Linked DNA regions of Mus musculus: region 1 is linked to region 2. A link is a contact called in public Hi-C data. All regions are on one chromosome and are shown on one strand. The core of a region is the stretch at or near the end of the contact, and the rest is flanking DNA. Distances in the headings are between cores, read along the strand shown.

Region 1 (2,700 bases), core at 54-2,553, 560 kb before region 2:
CAATTTGTAGCTTTTCTTTTACTTTGTGTGATGGGATAGAGGGTATTGTTTTGGGAGTGGGGAAGATTGAAACCCGCAGTGAGAGTAAATGAAAAAACCCAAATCTCTGCTGGAGGTGGAGATAAAAAGCAGAAAAGAAAAAAAAAGAAAGCAAAACTGACCAGTCTTATTTAACACCCTAAGGAGAGAAGTGCAGGGGTGGGGGTGGGGGTGGGTGAAGAAGAAAGCCATGACAGTCAACCTCTGTTGTCCTGTGGTCGACTAATCAGGCCTTTTTTTTTTTTTCGGACAAAGGCCACTGATGCTCAAAATGGTGACTTGGACACTCCAGGGGTCGGATGCTGCTTCTGCCTTAATGAAGACCAGTGGAATTGCACCTCTGTGGAACAACTGGGCCTCAGAATGTTAAAATTGGAGGCTACCTCAGACGTCTTCTTGTCCAACCCCCTCCATTTGAAGATGAGGAAACTGAGGCCCAGAGATCATGAGGATGGTTGATACAGAATGTAGAAAAAGACTAGCCACTGCCAACCTTCTAGATTTGAACTACTGTTCCCTAGGATGCTACAGACATCACACTGACAACCCAGCTTTTATTGTTCTGATTGGGCATGGGTGGTCTGTGGAAAATAACTCGTAACTTTTTTTAGACAGTCTCACTATGTGGCACTAGTTGTCCTGAAACTCACTATGTAGACAGGGTGGCCTTGAACTCACAGCGTTCCTCATGCCTCTGTCTCCCGAGTGGAGATCAAAGGCGTGTAGCCCTGCACCTGGCTAACAAGTTACTTTTATTTCCTCTATTCTTTGATTGCATTGGCCTGGCAGCGGCTCTGTAAGGTGTTAATTCTATTAGTAGTTTCATCCCTCTGTGCCTGGTGCATCTGTACTTACAGGATGCTTCCAACATGCAGCTGTCTTTATGTGAAGGCCAAAAGGGTGAGCCACGAGCTGGGAGGATGCCTTCCTCTCTCCTTGAATGGGGAATGTCAGTGACCTAATTCTTAATTTTACCTCCCTTCCAGCTTGGAAGCCCGGACACAATCAGATCTCTTCATGTTAGCTGTCAGTACTGTCATTTATACTTGTTATCAATAATCCTCAGCTCTGACAACTCCCTTTATTTTTAGACTTAAATCCCCATCTTATAATATAAATATCACACTCTAGGCAGGACACCATTAAGCAATTATTGCACTTCCCAGGTGAGGTAGATTTCTTGGCCTCCTCTTGATAGAGAGGAGAGAGCATGAGATGTGCCCTAATCGCTCAGAGACACTGGGGCAGAAGATTATTATACTAATAGGTGGATGGGGGAGGGGGAGGACACCTGTTCTACTGGCAGGCTGCCAAAGCCCTTCCCTCTGCACAGAAAACTGAAGGTGGGGCTGGCTGGAAGTGTAGGAGAGGGGGGATCTGTGAGCTGGAGAATACTTAGCTAGGGGGTGTGGACCCCCTCTACAAGGTCTTGTCAGTCCTAAGTCTGTGCTGTGCTTTGCCATATCCAAATGTCTACTACTTGTTTCCTGACACAGATCCTCCTGGCAGCAGGTTGGGTTTCTGTCTAGAAGCTAAAACGGACAAGGTCATCAGCAGTGCATTTCAGGCATGGGGATGAGGAAACTGTGGAGAAGAGCTGGAGGCAGAGACTGCAATCTCAGTACAGAATCTCCTACACCCCACCCCAGCCCTTCACTTACGGTAGATTTCCCCAGCACCCCAGCAGATCAGGTCAGGGTCTGGGTTTCACTCCTTGATGCAACATTTGTATTAGCAGTAGCCATAGACCAGTAAGGAAGCATAAAGCACCATGTCTTCATTAATCTGAATATTAATAAAATGTCCCAGGTGTCATCGGACATGTCGAACCAGATTGCTAAGTCACCTATCTAATATGCTAAAATGATATGTGTTTAAAGGAGACTCTTTTGACTGCTATTTTCAAATTCATTTAGGTGTGTGTGTGTGTGTGTGTGTGTGTGTGTGTGTGTGTGTGTGTGTTGCACATATGCATGGATTTGTGTGGAGAAACCAGAGATGAGTGGTAGATGTCTTCTTCACTTGCTCTCTACCTCAGTTTTTGGGATAGGAGCTCTGGATGAATCTGGAACTCGTGAAGCTGGCAAGCCCAGAGACCCCCTGCCTCCACTTCCCCACGGCTGGGGTTACAGGGCCTCAATGAGGTCCCCCACTGTTTTTATTTGAGTTCTGGGAATTGAATTCACATCCTTATATGTGCACAGCAAGGAGTTCCAACTGAGACATATCCCAAATCTATGTTTCTTATGATACAGAATCTTACATAGTCCAGGCTGGCCTCAAGTTCGCTGGATAGCCACGGATGACTTTGAATTCCTGATCCTCTTCTTTCTACCTCCCAAGTGCTGGAATTACAGGTCTGCATCACCATCCCCAGCTCAAAGGAGAATGCTTAAATTCCTGCCATTCTGTACTTCAGAGAAGCAACTAAATAAAATCAGAGAAGAATTCAGGAAAAAAAATGCACAAAGCCTACTTTCTAGCATGCCCTATTATTCCAAGAGCCCCACTGCCCCACTGCCCTCTACCCTTCATGCCCAGCCCCCTGCCTGCACAGCTTCACATAGCCTGCTGTATGAAGAGCCTGCCCAGCACATCATCCCCCAGGCTACAGAGTGCTCATGCACTGCACATTGCCCTCGCTACTTTGACCAACCCACA
Region 2 (2,700 bases), core at 5-2,504:
CTTAAAGGGAACGCAGTTCAAGTGCCTGACATAGAGGATGATGGAGGTTCGATGGCACGGCCTCCTCCTCCCTCTCCTCCTGACTTCACTGTTTTGGGTAGGGCCATCAGCCTGGGACTACAGATTCTGTGTGTGTTCAGTTTGCAGGTGTCTACAGAACTACGTGCAGGCCACTCATGGTAATAAGGTCAAAGCTGCAAGCCTGATGATTAATTTTAGAGGATTTTGTTGCCTTATATATATACCATGGCAAATGAGTGTTACTGACCAAGAGTCATGAAGTCCAGATAAAGTGCTTCAGTGGCTATGTATCATAAGAGATGGGGCGGGGGGAGGAGAAGGGTAGAGAAAGAGGGCAGAAGACAGCCATGGGGACAGAGGAGCCCCGAGAATTCTGCATGCATCTGGCCACCCTGTCAAGAGGCTATGGCTGTTGGGCTTTATATACAACAGCACATTCAGGTCAAATGCATGCAACCATCAAACAGAAAGGCACCGTGATTCAGAAAAGAGTGAGCTAGCTAATTTATTCTGTGTCCCATACTTTCAAAAAATTAACTAAATCTATATAAAAGTAAACAATGAATTAAACACTATATTTCATGCCTTAAAAGAACTCAGCACATTAGAAATTAGCATTTCCTTTGTTTTCAAGTCATTGAATTTATATCATTTTTCAATAGTGTTTAGCTAAAGCAAACAAAAACAAGAAAATCACATTATTCTTTCTAAGCCATATAAAAGTGATCTGGAAAGTCACGTTTAAAAATCGCTACCATGGATTAGCTTAAGGCAATTATTTCACTCGCCGAATTCTTTTACAAGAAGTTAAAAAAAAAAAAAATCAAGCTTCTTGCCTAACAAGAAAAATGAAATCCCATTAGTTGTGTCTCCAGTGTATATTAACATTCCTTTTGTTTAGAAAGGTTAATATCCCCCAAATAAAGGAGCATACAGTGCCTGTTAAAATAATTACATCATGACATTTTAGAAAGGTTGGCAGATAGACGTGGCTGCAGCACAGAAACAAACAAAAGTAAAAGCCAGTACTTTTTAAATTATCCATGACTTCACAAAATGGAAAGCTCTGGAAATTCCACCATGTTTGCAATTTCCTGCCAGCTCCTCTGGTCTCTGGTCTCTGGCTTCGCTCCTTCTCCATCGGTATCTTTCTGTCACAGAGACTTAGGAGGCTCAGTACCTTCATGCTCCAAATCAGATGACCTACTCTCGGAGAGAGAAACTACAAATCTGACAGCAAGAGAATTTCACAACAGATTGGCATGAGGAGCCGACATAAACCCGAGACTGCCGTGGCCACTTGGCCCCCCCCCCCCCAGTACAGATGTGGTGTCATTTTCAAAACCTAGCCTTTCAGTCCAAGACAAGCTGATCTTAGGGCCCAGCCTTGGTGACAGGCCAGTGGGCAATTACAGTCCCCAGATCCCTCTCTCTGCGAGTTTAGGAAAACACTTCCTACTTTATGCAAACAAACTATGCACCCCTGACCCTGCTGCTTGAGGCAGAAAGAAGCAATTCTCCACACAAGTGAAACAAATTATCTTTCCAACCTGTGGATACAGCAAATGGTTGTTTGGTTTTTTTTGTTTGTTTGTTTTAATAAAAAGTAGGCACAATAGTAATACAAAACCTAAGCAACTCTAGTTACTGTCCAGAGTCGAGATGGGCCTTTGGCGGTCTAACATAGGGCACCATGTTCCCCCACTGGTCCAGAAAAAGTGTGGAAAACAAGCTAGCGAAAAATGAGGAGAAAGACAATGGTTTCCTCCACTACCACTTCAACTGGGGAAAGATTTCTCTCGGTTAATGACAGCTCAACCTCTGGACAGGAGGTCAGGGGATCTAATTGAACAAGTATTTTAAGAGGCTTATTAATATTCCCTGAAGTCACAGAATGCTTTACATCAGCAATTCCCCATAACTACAATAACAAATCGTGTGTGTGTCCTGCTGAAAAGGCCACTGTCGTAAGAGTCTAGAAAATGACCTAATAAAAACAGATTAAACGCTCCCAAGTCGCCACAACCAAAATGTCCAAAAATCGTGTAAATCTACAAAAAAGGAATTGAGTGGCCAGCTCACCTGACTGTCTCAGCAAAGGGTTCTTGGGGACCCCCGTCTCATACAAACGCAGTGCTCTCCCCTAAGAAGCAACCCTGTCTCAATGCAGTGCTCTCAATGCAGAAGCATGCATTTCCGGATGAACCACTTACATGGACCAGCCTTCGGAAACAAGCCATAACACAACTACAATGACATTTTTATTCAATTGGCCAGATTACACAGGGTACGGGATAAAGACAGAAACGTCTTCTTTTCCCAGAATCCATCTAATCTCCAGGAATGGAAAAAAAATGAGAATGAACAAAGTAGATTTCTTTCTCTTCCCTACTCAAGGAATGTGTGTTTCTAAGAAAATGGAAGGGACAGTAGTGGTGATGAGAGCGGATCCATAGAATTTTGCAGCACTGACCACTGTGGGCTATTGTTTACCAGACATAACCATGGCAACCTAGGTATGAAAGAGATGCTTGGCATCATCCCCAAGTCACAGCTGAGATGAGACTGGAGCAGCATGAGGCCAAAGTCTGCTTTTAATATGTTGAGAATGGCAGGGTCTGCTAGACCTTTCTGTGAGGGTGGGCACTTTGGATCTGCAATGTCTGAGGTAGACCACAT

Evidence for each region. A called contact is a pair of places that touch in the nucleus more often than the background predicts.
Region 1: a Hi-C map of rod photoreceptor shows a contact between it and region 2, with 4 times the contacts expected there. The contact joins two enhancer-like sites. A contact is called at or near these places in 2 of 484 Hi-C or Micro-C datasets (myocytes and rod photoreceptor) and 1 of 115 datasets of contacts at active chromatin or transcription factors (embryonic basal ganglia).

Annotation. Positions count from the first base shown.
Region 1 is chr9:48,244,329-48,247,028 of GRCm38.p6, reverse strand. It overlaps a transcript of Nxpe4 not described here. Among named protein-coding and RNA genes, the nearest start is that of Gm51672, 38 kb to the left of the region's middle. Within about 2 kb of position 1,303, at least 5 of the 459 cell types and tissues checked have an H3K27ac peak or open chromatin away from gene starts, as enhancers often do. A contact at or near this core is called in rod photoreceptor, where this site is marked.
Region 2 is chr9:47,681,590-47,684,289 of GRCm38.p6, reverse strand. All of the region lies in intron 1 of Cadm1 (cell adhesion molecule 1), which reads right to left. Among named protein-coding and RNA genes, the nearest start is that of Gm10677, 140 kb to the left of the region's middle. Within about 2 kb of position 1,254, at least 10 of the 459 cell types and tissues checked have an H3K27ac peak or open chromatin away from gene starts, as enhancers often do. A contact at or near this core is called in rod photoreceptor, where this site is marked.